2 separate regions of the Mus musculus genome follow, and region 2 is linked to region 1. Evidence: chromatin contacts called from public promoter capture Hi-C data. All regions are on one chromosome and are shown on one strand. Each heading gives the region's core, a stretch centred on a gene start, on an enhancer-like site or on the middle of the called end of the contact. The rest is flanking DNA. Distances are from core to core; before and after follow the strand shown. Region 1 holds the start of Sv2c (synaptic vesicle glycoprotein 2c). Region 2 holds the start of Arhgef28 (Rho guanine nucleotide exchange factor (GEF) 28).

Region 1 (3,305 bases), core at 120-2,619:
GACAGGCTGGGTCTCCTAGCCCTCCCTCCACCGCGCCCTCCCCTTGCGGGGCTGTATTTGCATCACGCCCACACGTAGAGGGTGACGCGAGCGCCCCCCCCCCCCCGCTCCCATGGTCCAGGCGGTACTTCCAGAGCTGGTGACTCAGCTCCTCCCTCTCCGCCCCCGCGCGTGGCGGACTGAGGTTCCCGCACGCCCACAGAGATGCTCCTTGTATCTGAGGTGGGGTGCTGGCTTCCCCAGCCAAGTTCATCCCGGCATTCTAAAATCTTTCTTTCCTTCCTGGCCAGAGGCGTTCCAGTTCGCGGGAGAAAGTATTCTCGATTCTAGAGCCCAGTTGGAGAGGAAAAGTCCACCAAGAGAAGATGGTGACCTGTCGCCCATTTCCTCTTGTCCTTAAATTAGATACCTCGGTAGTAATTGTTGCTGCCATCATCATCATCATCATCATCATCATCATCATCATCATCATCATCATCATTGGGGACAGTCCCTCTCCTAAGAAATCCTCACTCTTAGATGCGCTTCGCTGCGCCCCTAGGCGCATAGTGGACGCTCGATAGGGTTTTGCTCAATAGAGGTGCAGTGTTGGAGAAGTGTTGATTCTTACAAAGGGCCACAGCAGGCTTTCCTGCTTTCAGCTTGTGTGTGTGTGTGTGTGTGTGTGTGTGTGTGTGTGTGTGTGTGTGTGTAAGAGTTTGAAAATTGACGGGTTTTCTGCTAGCCTCCCGCAGAGCCGACTGCGGCTCCCCGTGCTTTCCAACCACTTCTGCACATCTGCAGAGGGTTCCCCGCAGAAAAAGTTGAGCCAGAGGCTGCGGGGATGGCTCGCTGATAGTGGGCGCTCCCGGCTGCCTGTTTTGAATAGTCTCTCCAGCCCTCCCTGAAACTCCCCCACCCCTGCGCCCCCAAAGAAGTCGGGAGATGCCTGCAGCTGCCCACCCACCTGCCCTTGAATCCCGAACATAGCGCACCTTTAACCTGCCTCTGCCTAGTAAACCCGGGGCCACTCGACTGCCTCAGTGAGATTTCCTGCTTGCCATCCCAACACAGGTACCCAGCGGGCAGCCTGCCTCACCTGCAGCCGCTTTTCCCGGGCCAGAGCTGGCAAAGTTGCGCTAGTTGCGCTTCTGGAAGGCTGCAAAAAGTTCTCTGGTTACAACGCTGGGTCTCCCGGCACAGAAGAAAAACCTAGCACGGAACGAGCCCTTGCCACGGTTGCGGGGGACTCCTTACTCACCGTTTCAGGCGCCGGGGACCCCCTGCCCTGAGCCACCGCTCTGCACTGCAGCCGTCGCCTTGCGAGCACCCCTCCGCTTGCAGCCCGGGGCCGCCTCGGTCTGCCACTCTCTCCTGCAGCGCGCGCAGTGGTGACTCCTTTGAGCTAGTCGGCAGCGAGAGGAGGGGCGGGAAAGTGGCTCCCGGCGGCCACGCTGCGGTCCTCCTCCTTCGCCTCCTCCCTTCGGTGCTGCAGTGGCGGGCGGCGGCGTGGCTAGAGTACAAGCGATGCGCAGGGAGGGGGTTACGGCGCGCGGGGGAGGAGGGCGCTGTGCAAGGCTGGGCGAGCTCCCGGTATGATGCGGAGGTGTTGCTGCGGTTCGGGTCGGGGGTGGGGAGGGGTGCGGTGGGGGTTGGCTCCAAGTGGCAGGTACTTTTGGAGAAGTCAGAGCTCAGTTTGTAGCAGGAGGAGGAGGCGGGGTGGGGGGCGTCGATAAGGCACCCGTGCTGAATTAGTCACCGAGTGTGACTGTGCGCTGCTCGTTTGGCAGCCCCTTGGGTCGGGTCCATCAAAGCACAAGGAAATTGTTGATTGCTGGAGGCCAGTGCCTCGGGAAGGAGGGCTTTTGTTCTGTTTCTGAGCCTGGAACTGGTTAATTTTGACTAGGCTTTCCGTAAGTCAGGAGTAGCTGATCACCCCCGCCTACCCCCCAATCTCCATGCTAGCACACGAGACAAAACTTGGGGTGTAGCGGAAGGAACTCCACGTGCGGGATGTGTGTATGTGTCCCTAAACCAGGGAGGGCCAGGGAGCAGCCGGAACTCCGGGTGGGGGGATTTCTAGCATTTTTAATAGGAGAGAGAGAGAGAGAGAGAGAGAGAGAGAGAGAGAGAGAGAGAGAGAGAGAGGTGAGAATATTGCTCTTGTTCTCAGGAATGCCTTAGAGGGTGAGAAACGGCAACCTTAGCCTCACCTTAGCGCTGGGGCTGGACTATACCAACTGGAACTCATCCTGGAGAGACCACACCCAAGTATCTACTCCGTCTTGGCAGGGCAGAGCGTCATCCTGTTACCCATCCGCTCATCGGAAGGGACAAAGTGGGAAGCCAGACATCCTCATAAAGTAGACCCTACCAGCTCCGAGCTCTCGTGAAACTCGTGTACTTTGGAAGCTCCCCGACCCCCGGCAGGTGCCCGCCGCGCAATCATTACCCTTGTAATGGTAACCCCGAGGAGCGAGACAAAGCGAGGCGCTGGTGGGAGCTGCAGTGGGTAGATCTCTCACACAATCTCTCCCTGGATGAGTTCATGCGAGAGTAAATAGCCTGAAAGATTGAATAGGTGGCTAAATGCTTGGCTGTGCCGATACATAAGTAAACAATGCATGTAAATGTTTGTGTTGCTGGAGAAGAGCAGCCGGGCTCTTCAGAGATCCAGGCGGTCTGGAGGCTCTCGCTAAAGAAGCTGGTGGGGACCACGTGGACCGCCTGGGACAGATAACTCCAGCTTGCTATAATCCGTGTGTGCCACAATTCAAGATGAGATGAAGAGAGGAAAATGGAACCAGCCTCCAACCTCTGGCTGCCCCTCCTTGCTGCTCTGGCATTCCGAGACTCAGGATTCCCAGGCCCTGTTGAGCCTACAGTTTCTGGACCGATCTTTGAAAAATCCATCTGGATTGTGTGTTTTGCTTAAATGCTTTGCGGTTTGTACCACTTACTGTGGTGCTGTGAGATGAATGATTGGAATGGTTAAAAATTAACCCACTCATTTAGACATCCTTCCTGTGCATTCTTACTTAATAAACAATTATTTGGGGTAAAACATCTGTGTTGCTACCAATGTAAGATACCATGTAGGCACAGGTGTGCTCCAGCATCGGTGTGAAATTTTTAAAAACGTAAATCGTATCTGGATCTATGTGGCGTTGCAAAAGGTGCTGGTAATTCATTTACTGCCCTGATGGATACCTCTTTGAGGGCGTGCCAGTAATAGTTGCATAGTAATTTATTATTTCTCCAAATGATGGATGTATAGAGAACAATGAGATGAACCTTAAAAAACAAAACAAAACAAAACAAACAAA
Region 2 (3,759 bases), core at 838-3,337, 2.1 Mb after region 1:
CTCTCTCCTAACCATTTACCAGCAAAGAAGAGGGTTCCAACATTTACACTGTTCATCTTTTTTCTTTAAGAATCAAGACTTGATCACAAACTCTGGCAGAACTTGGTTAAGAGCCTAAGTACCGATTTTATATCAAATACTTCATCTTCAATAGTATAGTTGGCCACTAATACCCACTTGTTATTTTTTTTTTCCTCTTCTCACATGGCATACAAGGGAAAGAGAGTCACATGTATCAAACACATATGAAATTCCTGCCCAGTGGAAATCTTAGCCACAAGAATGGTTCCTTATGAGAACACAATAAGAAAATATTTCAGAATTTTCCAAATTATATATATATATTGAAACCCTAACAGGGCTAATGAGATATCACAGAACCTTCGTCGCCGACTCTGATTTCCTTCTGTACCTTTAAGTGTTTCTTAACCGCTTAGAGGCAGACGGTACTTCAGAGGAAAGTCCCTCCAACACACCTGTTAGACAAACTGCTGGCCATTGGCCTGGCTGTGCCGCCCTGATAAGGGAAAAAACAGTCCAAAGCAGAGCAAACACTGATTCTCTGTTCTCCAGTCTCATGTCACATTAGCCGGGACACGCCCCAGAGTCCCTTACCCAAGAACTAGTTCTGTGCCTCAGTTTCCCAAACCACAAAGTATCAAGTATGATGCTATCCAAGTTCTATAATCAAAAATAATTATGCATAATCACTATAAAGTCTGCATCGGAATATCACTTTGAAATGCTACAACCTCTCCAAAAGGCATCTGCAATGTTCTCTTCCTTCAAACACTCCAAAGGAGTTAGCGCTACTATTCATCAAGATTAGACAAACACCTATTTGTTTTAACATTCACATAAAAACTCAAAATAGAGCTATGGAAAGCTTCCCAGGAAAGGTTATCAGAGCTTGAATTATCGTGTTCAAAGTGGTTTCCACAGAGCCTAACTAGGGCAAGCCTTTGATTTTGTTTGTGTTGTTGAGAATAGAATTTCATTTTACTGAGACAGCTTCAGGGTCTAGGAACACGAGAGGGCAAAGTACAGAAAAGCAGTGTGTCCGTTCTTTATAACTGTAATTCTTGACTGCTTGGTGCAGAATCGAGTGCTCAATCTCTACAACTTGGAGTGTGTAGAGGCTGGCACTTGAGCAGGGGTCAGGGAGTCAGATGCTAGCAAACACAGATGTTACCCTTCCCCTGGGCCCACCCAGCTGCAACCAATAGGCAGGCTCTGTGGGCTCCTAAAGTAGTCTCCCTTAGAAACCTAACTGGTGTCTGGGAAACCAGAGCTGGGTTTCCTGGGTGGTCTGAACACCCAGCGTTCACAGAGCTCACAGCAAGCGAGAACGCCTTCTCCACCTGTGACCCCTACCACCCACAACCGAGTATTCCAGAGAAACTCATGGCACAAGCGCACGGATTCCCACCCAATGCTAAAAGCCCCTCCCAAACAAGATGACCATAGATGCTTTTATAAACTCAGCAAACGTTTCCACAAGAAATAAATGTCCTGAACTTGAGACTGACCAGCAGTCTGGGGTACATCCCACACACACACCAAGCATATAGGTGAAGCTGGCCAGAAACACAGATGGGAAGAGGAGAACCAGGCTCTCGAGGTTCACCCTTCTCCAGCCGCCTGCCTCTGATTTCCATCGCTTGCAACTAGCTTTGGTTGAGCTCCGTCACCCTCTGCCCCCTCCCACCCCGCTTGCCCGAGAGGGTGAGGGGTGGCCGCTGCCTCCCGTTTGCGCTTCACAGCTGCTGCCTCCGACCCGGCAGCGCCATGCACTTGTTGCCATCCCCAGGTACCAGGAGGCGGCGCCCATTCCTCGGGCTGCCCAGCCGACAGAGTGCAGCCTTTCACCACCTCTGCAGACCCCTGCGTCCTCGGGGACCCTAGAGAAACTTTGTCCCCTGAGAACTCCGGTGGGCAAACTTCGCCCAGGGCTGCGGGGAGACAAGAGGGATGGCTCCCGTAATCCGCCTTTACCTGGAGCTGTGGCTCGGGAACGCCAGGAGCCCTGGCCAGGCGCTGTCCCCGAGGCCTGCCGAGGGCGACCCGCCGGCCAGCGTCGCCCGGAGCGGGGAAGCCGGTCCCCAGCTGCCCACGCCCCTCCGCTCCGCTGGCCGCACCGAGGGGCGGAGCCGCAGCTCCCCCCACCCCACCCCACCCCCGCTCGCCCGCCCGCCGCGCCCACAGCTGGGGCCACCCCCTGCGCCCCCTGGTCCCCGCCTGCCCACCTCTGGCCAGCCGGGCTCGTCGCCGCCTCATCACATGGCCGCGCCCGCCACCAGCTCCAGGAGGAAACCTGAAGCTGCTGCGGCTCCGCCGCCCCCTCCCTTCGCGGGGCGGCGGCCGGTCGCCTCGGCTTTCCTCCGGCGGCGGGCACGGAGCGGGACCTGCTGGGCCAGGGCAGGGTTGCACCCTAGCGGCGGCGGCGCCCGCTCGCCCCGGGGGCCTCCACGCCCTAGTGGCGCCGGAGGAAGGAGCTGGCCGGTCGGCTCCTAAAGGGAGCCGTGCCAGGCCAGAGGGAGGCTCGGGTTGTCCTCAGCTCAAAGCCACCACACCCGGGACATAATAGTGCCCGGGTCTGTTACAATAGGAAGTACTATTTTAAAACAGCCGACTCCCTCTAATTCATGAGGATGATGGAGGTTCCTCTGGCCCAAAGCTTTGCAGGCTCGATTCCCTATGCGTTTATGCAAACAGGTGCCTAAACGGCACCAACATTTGTTTGTTTGTTTTTGAGAAAGCCATAGCCACTTTTACAACACCTAACAATGTGAAAGGACCCCTTGGATCTTAAAGCACTGAGGCACTTAGCACTGAGTTGTCCCGAGTGAAAAGTCTCGCCATTGTACAGCTTACTATAAAATAAGCTTAAGATGATTATTCCAGCTTTAAAGATAAAATTAAGCGTCTACTTTTCTAAGTTCCTTTAATATTACCTTTATTTTTCTCAAGAAGACAGACCGACTACATGGACAGGAGAGATGTGTTGGCCCGTCCCAAACCATCACTGCCAGATGCCCTGGGCCACCCTCCTAACATACCTGTTTAACCAGAGCCTAAAGAATGGCAGGATGGCAAAAAAAAACCAAAAAAACAAAAAACAAATCAAACAAAAACAAAAAAACAAAACCCAGGGTCTGAGGTCTTTAGCCCTGTCTTAGGGCAAACGCTGCCCTTCCTTCTTTATAAAGGACCTGACATTGGCCTTGCAGTATTGACACTTGTATTCATATCCTCTGATGTCACACTGCAGAACCTTAGGTCCCAAAGAAGAGTGTTCTCCACTGAAGAACTACGAAGTCCCGAAGATAAAAAATAAAAGCAATAACACTTTTCTCGAACATCAATATTTTCAATGTGAAAAAGTCAACTGGAGATTGGCTGAATCAACACACCACACACAAGTAGTTTTCAAGCCTGTTAGCGGAAAAGTTTGTAAAAGAAGCCTTTGTTGATCCCTCTGTTGCTGTTGTTCTTTTGTTTCTTTTTCTTCTTCTTCTTCTTCTTCTTCTTCTTCTTCTTCTTCTTCTTCTTCTTTAGTTGATTCTGTCATATACAGCTTGAGAGAGGCAAGGAATTGTGGGAAGAGGAACAGGTATTGTAAGACATTAGCCCAAGGCTCTCTTCCACACGAAAAAGAAGCAAACGGAGGGAGACTGTCCCTAATGCTCTCAGCATGATTGTAGAGGACATGTAATCCCACCGGCTGCAGTTTTCTTGCTCTCTCTCAGGCACTGAGCG

The links. Promoter capture Hi-C pulls out the DNA fragments that hold promoters and counts their contacts.
Region 2: a contact with region 1 is called in a promoter capture Hi-C map of cranial neural crest. The contact joins the promoter of Arhgef28 here to the promoter of Sv2c in region 1. A contact is called at or near these places in 2 of 39 promoter capture datasets (cranial neural crest and liver).

The regions. Positions count from the first base shown.
Region 1 is chr13:96,131,208-96,134,512 of GRCm38.p6, forward strand. It overlaps Sv2c (synaptic vesicle glycoprotein 2c), which reads right to left and starts at 1,370. Exons shown (of 13, transcript NM_029210.1): 1 at 1,241-1,370. It overlaps Gm29543 (predicted gene 29543), which reads left to right and starts at 1,518. Exons shown (of 2, transcript NR_167969.1): 1 at 1,518-1,572; 2 at 2,153-3,043.
Region 2 is chr13:98,204,078-98,207,836 of GRCm38.p6, forward strand. Arhgef28 (Rho guanine nucleotide exchange factor (GEF) 28) reads right to left here and starts at 2,088. Exons shown (of 36, transcript NM_012026.2): 1 at 1,996-2,088.